2 separate regions of the Mus musculus genome follow, and region 1 is linked to region 2. The links are chromatin contacts, called in public Hi-C maps. All regions are on one chromosome and are shown on one strand. The core of a region is the stretch at or near the end of the contact, and the rest is flanking DNA. Distances in the headings are between cores, read along the strand shown. Region 1 overlaps Abcb10 (ATP-binding cassette, sub-family B (MDR/TAP), member 10). Region 2 holds the start of Ccsap (centriole, cilia and spindle associated protein).

Region 1 (3,609 bases), core at 922-3,421, 100 kb before region 2:
ATGTGGTGGGGCTGTTCATCGTTTTGACAGTTAGACTGGCATTCTGCCCTCCTCAGGGAGTGGGCCACTGCCAAGAGGTGGCCCCTGCTGCAAAACAGGGAGATCAGGGTTTCCATGGGAACCAATGGGTACACTTGAGGGGATGTTCTGGAAATGTGGGCCTGATGACATGACATGCCGCACATACACCTGCATCCATTCATTACCACCAAGGGCAGGGTAGCAGCAAGCAGGCCTGGTGTGCATAGGACACCCAGATGGCCCTCCCAAGTCTTCCTTAGTGATCCTGGCTTTTGTAAGAGGTTGGGGAAGGCGGAGATGAAAACAAGGCTTTACATTTCTTGGCTCTGGGGGGGTGATGCTGGGATGCTGGTACTGATGGAGGACCATCTCCTCCTTGGGATGCTGGTACTGATGGAGGACCATCTCCTCCTTGGGATGCTGGGATGTTGGTACTGATGGAGAACCATCTCCTCCTCCTTGTCATCACCTTCCCTGGAGCCATGGGCACAGAAGCCACTAGAGCACGGTGGCACTGAGAGATGTCACTGAGGTGGGTCAGACCCGAGGGCCAGTCTTCACACTGTGCTTCACACTGCTCCCAAGAAAAGGTGACACCTCAATTAAGGTCGCACAAGACCTTACATGATAAGCCCAGCATCTAGGCCTGTTTCTGTTCACTTCAGTCAGGCAAGGGAGACACCCACAGGGAGGCAGGGGCATTCTGCCCTGAGCTCCATTCTTCTCACTTTGGCTTTCTGCCTTCCCTCTTGTGTTTCAGAGGGGATGGTGTTAGATGAGAAAACCTTCCAGGGTGCCCTGGAGTTCAGAAACGTGCACTTCACATACCCTGCTCGCCCAGAGGTGTCCGTATTCCAGGATTTCAGTCTTTCCATCCCATCTGGATCTGTCACAGCGCTGGTTGGCCCAAGTGGTTCTGGGAAATCAACAGTGGTTTCGCTCCTGCTGCGGTTGTACGACCCTAATTCTGGTAGGTGGCTAGTGACAGTGTGGGCAGAGGCATCTCTGAGCTGTCAGTGACTTCTCCTGATGCCTGTTCCCACCCCATGCCTAGGAGAGACCACATCTGACAACACTTTCCCATATTCCTACCCTTGGAAATGGGTCAGCAAGACTGCCCAGCAGCACCCAGCAAATACCTTCTGGTGCCAGCAGCCATGGGTGCTGTGGACTGTCCCATACCCACACTGGAACTCTGCTGACATGTGCTGACATAGCAATTCTGGATTTCAAGAGGCCTTCTGATGGCTTCTGCCTCAGGGCTGTTCCTTGACTGTTTTTTTAGGGTCTTCTGTGTCCAGACCAGACAGTTTAGATTTATTTTGTATGTTCTGCCTGCATGTGTGCCTGTAGACCAGAAGAGGGTTAGGGTTAGGGTTAGGTTAGGGTTAGGGTTAGGGGGTTAGGGGGTTAGGGTTAGGGTTAGGGTTAGGGGGTTAGGGTTAGGGTTAGGGTTAGGGTTAGGGTTAGGGTTAGGGTTAGGCAGACCTCATTATGGATGGTTGTGAGCCACCATGTGGTTGCTGGGAATTGAACTCAGGCCTCTGGAAGGACAGTCAGTGCTCTTAACGGTTGAGCTATCCCTCCAGCCTCTTCCTTGGCTGTGTACTTAGCAAGTATGAGACTGTCTCATCCATTCGTGAGGTATGTATGTATGTGCACTGTTCTGCAGTCTTAGACGGGGCTGCTGAAGAGACTCCAGTTTAAACTTGCAGAACATTGTAGACCTCCATCCCTGAACTGGGCCTTCATGGTCTCTTCTGATACCAGCATGATCAGGAGACTGCAGTCAGGAGACTGCCATCAGAACTGCTAGCCAGTGCACACTGTGTTTTCCTCCCCTGTCCCACACACTTCTCTTTGGAATCAAGGCGCTGCATAAGACTTCAGATTCATGGAACACCAACACTGCCAGGTAGCCTAGCTGCCAGCACCTCCAAACTCAGGAGGGGGGGGCTGGCTAGCCTCCCATCCACTAGGGGAGGTCCTAGCTTCAGACATTCCAGAAGGCTCCTGTTGCTCTGAAAGTCCCAGCCTTGTTGGTTTTGAGTTCCATATGGACATTATGGAAGTTGATTTTCTTCGGTGGTTGGGACAGAACCCAGGCCCTTGCATATGCTAAGCGAGTGTTTCACCACTAGCTACACTGGAGTCCTGACCCTGTGTTTAGTCTTTAAAGGTTGCCTGGGGGTTGGGATGCGGATCAACTGGTTACTGTTTATTTAGTATGCAAAAAAAAAAAAAAAAATCTGGATTTGGGCCAGGCAGTGATGGCGCACGCCTTTAATCCCAGCACTTGGCAGGCAAAGGCAGGCAGATTTCTGAGTTTGAGGCCAGCCTGGTCTACAGAGTGAGTTCCAGGACAGCCAGGGCTGCACAGAGAAACCCTGTCTCAAAAAAAAAAAAAAAATTCTGGATTTGCTCCCCAGTACAGTCTTAGTGGGAGAGGGGTCAAATAACGGCACAGTCCTCCCAGGTAGGTAGACTGAGAAAGGAGGGTGAGTTGGGGGTCATCCTCGGCTGCACAGGGAGTCTGCAGTTGACTGACTACATGAGCTCCTGCCTCAGTAAGGGAGGGAAGAGGGAGCAGTGAGTCTGGGATTCCCCCTCCTTTTAGGGTTCACTTTGGTTATCACCCTTGACCTGTGGTGACCTCTGCCTTCTCCCTCCCATCAGGAACAGTCAGCCTTGATGGCCATGACATTCGTCAGCTAAACCCCGTCTGGCTGAGATCCAAGATTGGGACAGTGAGTCAGGTAGGAAGACGGGTTTCCCTTACTTCCCTCTCGCTCGCTCGCTCACCTTGTTGGAGCTGTGGTCCCTTGGCTTTGCCTCCATCTCGTGTTCTCCAGAGTGGGACAGAGGCTTCCAGATGGATCGCACCACTCCACACACATTCCACACACACCCACTCCACAGATACACTCCACACACACCACTCCACACACACACTTCACACACACACCATTCCACACACACACACTCCACACACACCACTCCACACACACACTTCACACACACACCACTCCACACATACCACTCCACACACACCTCTCCACACAAACCTACTCCACACACAGCACTCCATACACACCCACTCCACACACAGACAGTTTCCTATGGCCCAGGGACTCAACACAATCAGTTGAAATGCTGACTTTCTATTAAGAGCTGAGACTGGCGTTCCTGTGCAGCACTGGGGGGCTGGAGGAAGGACCGGGAGAAACTCTTGCTGTCCTTCACAGTTCCCCTGTGTGTCCATAGGAAGCAAGTGCGGTTCCTTTTCACGGAGCTCCTTGCACAAGACTGCGTGGAGCAACAACTGTATCCCAGCCAACTCTTTTACCACTGTGCACCCTGTGGTCACGCCCATGCCTCCCATTCCCACTCTTGATTGGGACTTCTGCACTAGGATGGATAGATGGCACAACCCTGGTACTGATTAGACCTCAGCAATGTGTGTCATGAGGGCAGAGGACTAGAGACTGCTGTGCTATGTGGGGCTGGCAGTCAGGATGTTATGGTGGTGTCTGGTTCTTTGTCAGAAAGCAATGGGTGGACTTGGGCCCTTTGTCTGTATTGGAAGGT
Region 2 (3,334 bases), core at 303-2,802:
GAGGTTTGTTGACGGGGAGGGGAAGGGGCCTGGCCTCTGTGGGAATCTCAGCAGCGGCTGTGGTCATTTCTGTCTCCTCCAGAAACAGTACCATCAGACTAATCAGTTCAGGTTCTCAGAGCAGCCACCTAGGCTGTGAACACCCTTCAGCCTTAGCGTCCTATGTTCAGAACGGGTCCAGGCAGGTGTAGACACATGGGAATAGTTCAACTGAACTGCAGAAATCCCAAAGTGATCTGCTTCCTGGAAACATCCCGCTGGGACCTACTTTTTTTTCTTCCTTCCTTCCTTCCTTCCTTCCTTCCTTCCTTCCTCCTTCCTTCCTTCTTTTTCTTTCTTTCTTTTTTTTTTTAGTGTGATCCTTCCTGGATGCCTGTCCTTTCAAATCTTTCTGCAGCGATTGCATCAATGCTTCCTTTTACAAAAGCCATCTGTAGAGCAGGATTGCAACAGTAACAACCCTGCGACCCTGTCCATTAGAGCCCAAGCCAAACATTTGCACCAGGTCCTTGAGCAGGCCCTAGGCTTTATTTTATTTTATTTATTTATTTTTACAAAAGTTGGCCTCTAGTAAGTTATAAAAGGCAAGGGCAGGTGAGGCGGCTCATACCTGCTAATTCCAGCACTTGTGAGGTTGGCGGAGAAGGATCAGGAGTTCAAGACCAGCTTGGGCTCTGGAATGAGTTCTAGACCAGCCTTGGTAACATGAGATTTGTCTCAAAAAGGGGGCAGAGGAGGGAAATGTATTAAAATAGCAACATCAACAACATCATTAACAACAACAATAAAAAAATCACTAAGGCCTGAGAACCCGGGCGTTGTGAAAAGAGGAAGGAATCGGGACACAGGATTTGGTCCTCGGCTAGGTGTTGGTTGCTCAGGTTGCATCTAGAGCTGAAGCCTCCTCGCGAGGCCCCCAGTAGCGAGTGGGCGAACGAGCTGGGGGTTCACAGCAGCGCCCCAGGCGCGGGCGCAGGAGCGGGCGGGGGCCCGGCGGGCGCGCGGGGAGGTGCAGGCTTCAGGCTAGGGCGGCGCCTTCGTCTCCGGCTGCTGTAGGACCGCGGAGCCACCGCTCCATCGGCGACATCTTGGTGGAGGACGCGCAAGGAGAAACGCTGTTCGCGCTATAGCTGCTGCGCCACGATCTCAGCTGACCTCCGGAGAGCGGAGGATAGAACAGGCAGGAGGTAAGGACGCTGCTCCTAGAGTCCCCGACTCCTCGCCCAGGAGGGTGTCTGGGGACCTAAGATCCCCTGTCCCGTCACCTTGAGTCCGGTGGTCTCCACCTCTACCGAGTGGAGCAGACCCCTGGTGACCACCTATCATTCCATCTAGATAGGTCGCGTCGCCTGGAATCCCTCCTGAAACCCCGCCCCCGCTATTACCTGAACTAGGGGCCTTCCCAGCCCGGAACTCCGCCCCCGCTAGGAACGCCCTCTCCCAGAAACACCCGTCACAGACCCGCCCCCTCTCCGCCCCTCCTTGCCCCAGCCTCCGCCCTCCAGTCCGGGCGGGGCTCCGGGTTTGAACCGCGCGGCGGGCCGCGCCTCTGAGTCCGTCGCACCCGTAGGCGGCAGCGCGGAGCAGGCAGTCGGCGGCGCGCGGCACCATGTCCCCGGGCAGCGGGGTGAAGAGCGAGTATATGAAGCGCTATCGGGAGCCGCGCTGGGACGAATACGCGCCGTGCTACCGCGAGCTGCTGCGCTACCGCCTGGGCCGCCGGCTGCTGGAGCAAGCGCACGCGCCCTGGCTCTGGGACGCCTGGGGCCCGGACAGCCCCTCGGACAGCTCGGCTTCACCCAGTCCGGCCCCCAGGGGCGCGTTAGGGGAGCCCTCGGCGCCCTCCGCGCGGGAGGAGGAGCAGCCGGTGGGGGAGCGCGGCGCGGAGCTGCGGGACGCGGAGGAGCAGGACACAGTGTTACCAGGTACGGGCACAGCGCGTTGCTCCGTTCTCAGCGCTTCCTGTTTTGGTTTAATTGGGGTTGACAGAATCCGCTTGCTGAACTAAGCGGGGAAGGTGCGGGCCGCATTTCCACCTTCCCACCCCAGGTTTCCCTAATTTGGTGACTCTTGGCGGAGCCCTTTATGACCTCCAACTCATATGACCCTGGTTGGGGTCCTTGGTCGCAGGCAGTGGCCCGCTCAGTGAGCCCTCGATCCACCAGATGGCGGATCTGTTTGTTTCTGCGCATCCTGTTTGGCGAGAGGAGCTTTTCATTCCAAAGATGACCGACTGAAGTTAAGAACGCCCGAGCTGTCATAATGGGGTCATGGTTGTCAGTGTGAACGCCTTGAAGGCCTGGTCTCGCTGTCTCTGAAGAATGGTATGCGTTTGTTTGTGGACGAACCCCTCTTTGTATACGCTGTGAGCCACTTTCCCGCCGTTGCGGAGTGGGGCTGTCAGCAGAGAGCCCTGGGGTTTGCCTGGACTCAGGGCAGTACTTCAGTACAACTGTAGATCACTATGGTTGCCAGCCACCTCTCTGAACTCTTCTGAGAGTCCAGTGGTGAAAAAGTTATTTCTCAGTGACTGGTCTAGGAATATGTATTTTCTCATTCGACCTTCAAAGTCATATGATGGGCCCTTTGTTTTTAATCTCAGTTTTGTAAACAAAGCCATGGGAGCTTGGGATCCATGGTCGGAGTCTGAAAGGGTCGGATTTCCCTGCTCTTGGTTACTATGTTTGCCTATTCTCAGTTCTTGCATGGCTGGGCCGCCTTGTGTCATCTGGTCGCTTATGACGACCATTCTGATGCTTCAGTGATGTGGTTAGAAATTAGGGAAAGTGGCAGAAGGTGGTGGGGGCGGTGAGCATGTCTCCCAGGTATTAATATGAAAACTGAGCCCTTGCTAACTGTGAGGTTTTTTTTTATTGGGACGAGCAAACCTGCTTTTCCTTTCCCACTGTGGTTTGAAGAGGTTACCTGCTATCTATCTGTGTGTTCCATATGAAAACCTGACAGCACTTTAGTGGGCTTCGTGCCGAGTTCATGATTATTTGGGTTTCCATGGAGATACAGAGCCCTCCCCAAAGATTTGCAAAATTCCTGCTAAAATTTTTGGTGTGTAGGCATTAGGGAAAATAGATGTGTCCCGCTTTCGGGATTCTCCATCCGCAGCTCTTTTGCTGGCTCCTGCGGGCCAGTGTCAATGTGAGAAATGTTCCTGACAGATGCATTATAATGCTAGACTGGTGAGCCACTGATTCACATTGCTCTAAAATACATTTGCCTTATTTTCACTGAAAGGGTTTTTGTTTGTTTGTTTTGTTTTGTTTTTCAAGTCTTTGTTTTTCAGAGTTTCTCTGTGTAGATGTGACAGTTCTGGAACTCA

What was found. Hi-C and Micro-C count contacts between places; a contact is called where the count stands out from the background.
Region 1: a contact with region 2 is called in a Hi-C map of neutrophils, with 4 times the contacts expected there. The contact joins the enhancer-like site here to the promoter of Ccsap in region 2. A contact is called at or near these places in 2 of 39 promoter capture datasets (embryonic stem cells and fetal liver), 8 of 484 Hi-C or Micro-C datasets (CD4 T cells, CD8 T cells, double positive thymocytes and 4 more), 2 of 115 datasets of contacts at active chromatin or transcription factors (both in embryonic stem cells) and 2 of 9 other capture datasets (adipose tissue and liver).

Annotation. Positions count from the first base shown.
Region 1 is chr8:123,959,378-123,962,986 of GRCm38.p6, reverse strand. Abcb10 (ATP-binding cassette, sub-family B (MDR/TAP), member 10) reads left to right here. Exons shown (of 13, transcript NM_019552.2): 8 at 782-991; 9 at 2,698-2,777. Among named protein-coding and RNA genes, the nearest start is that of Nup133, 12 kb to the right of the region's middle. Within about 2 kb of position 2,171, at least 7 of the 459 cell types and tissues checked have an H3K27ac peak or open chromatin away from gene starts, as enhancers often do. A contact at or near this core is called in liver and neutrophils, where this site is marked.
Region 2 is chr8:123,857,686-123,861,019 of GRCm38.p6, reverse strand. It overlaps Ccsap (centriole, cilia and spindle associated protein), which reads left to right and starts at 1,552. Exons shown (of 3, transcript NM_001379289.1): 1 at 1,552-1,925. The coding sequence starts at 1,610. Gm9901 (a long non-coding RNA gene) reads right to left here and starts at 1,565. Exons shown (of 2, transcript XR_388182.4): 1 at 1,386-1,565; 2 at 522-1,150.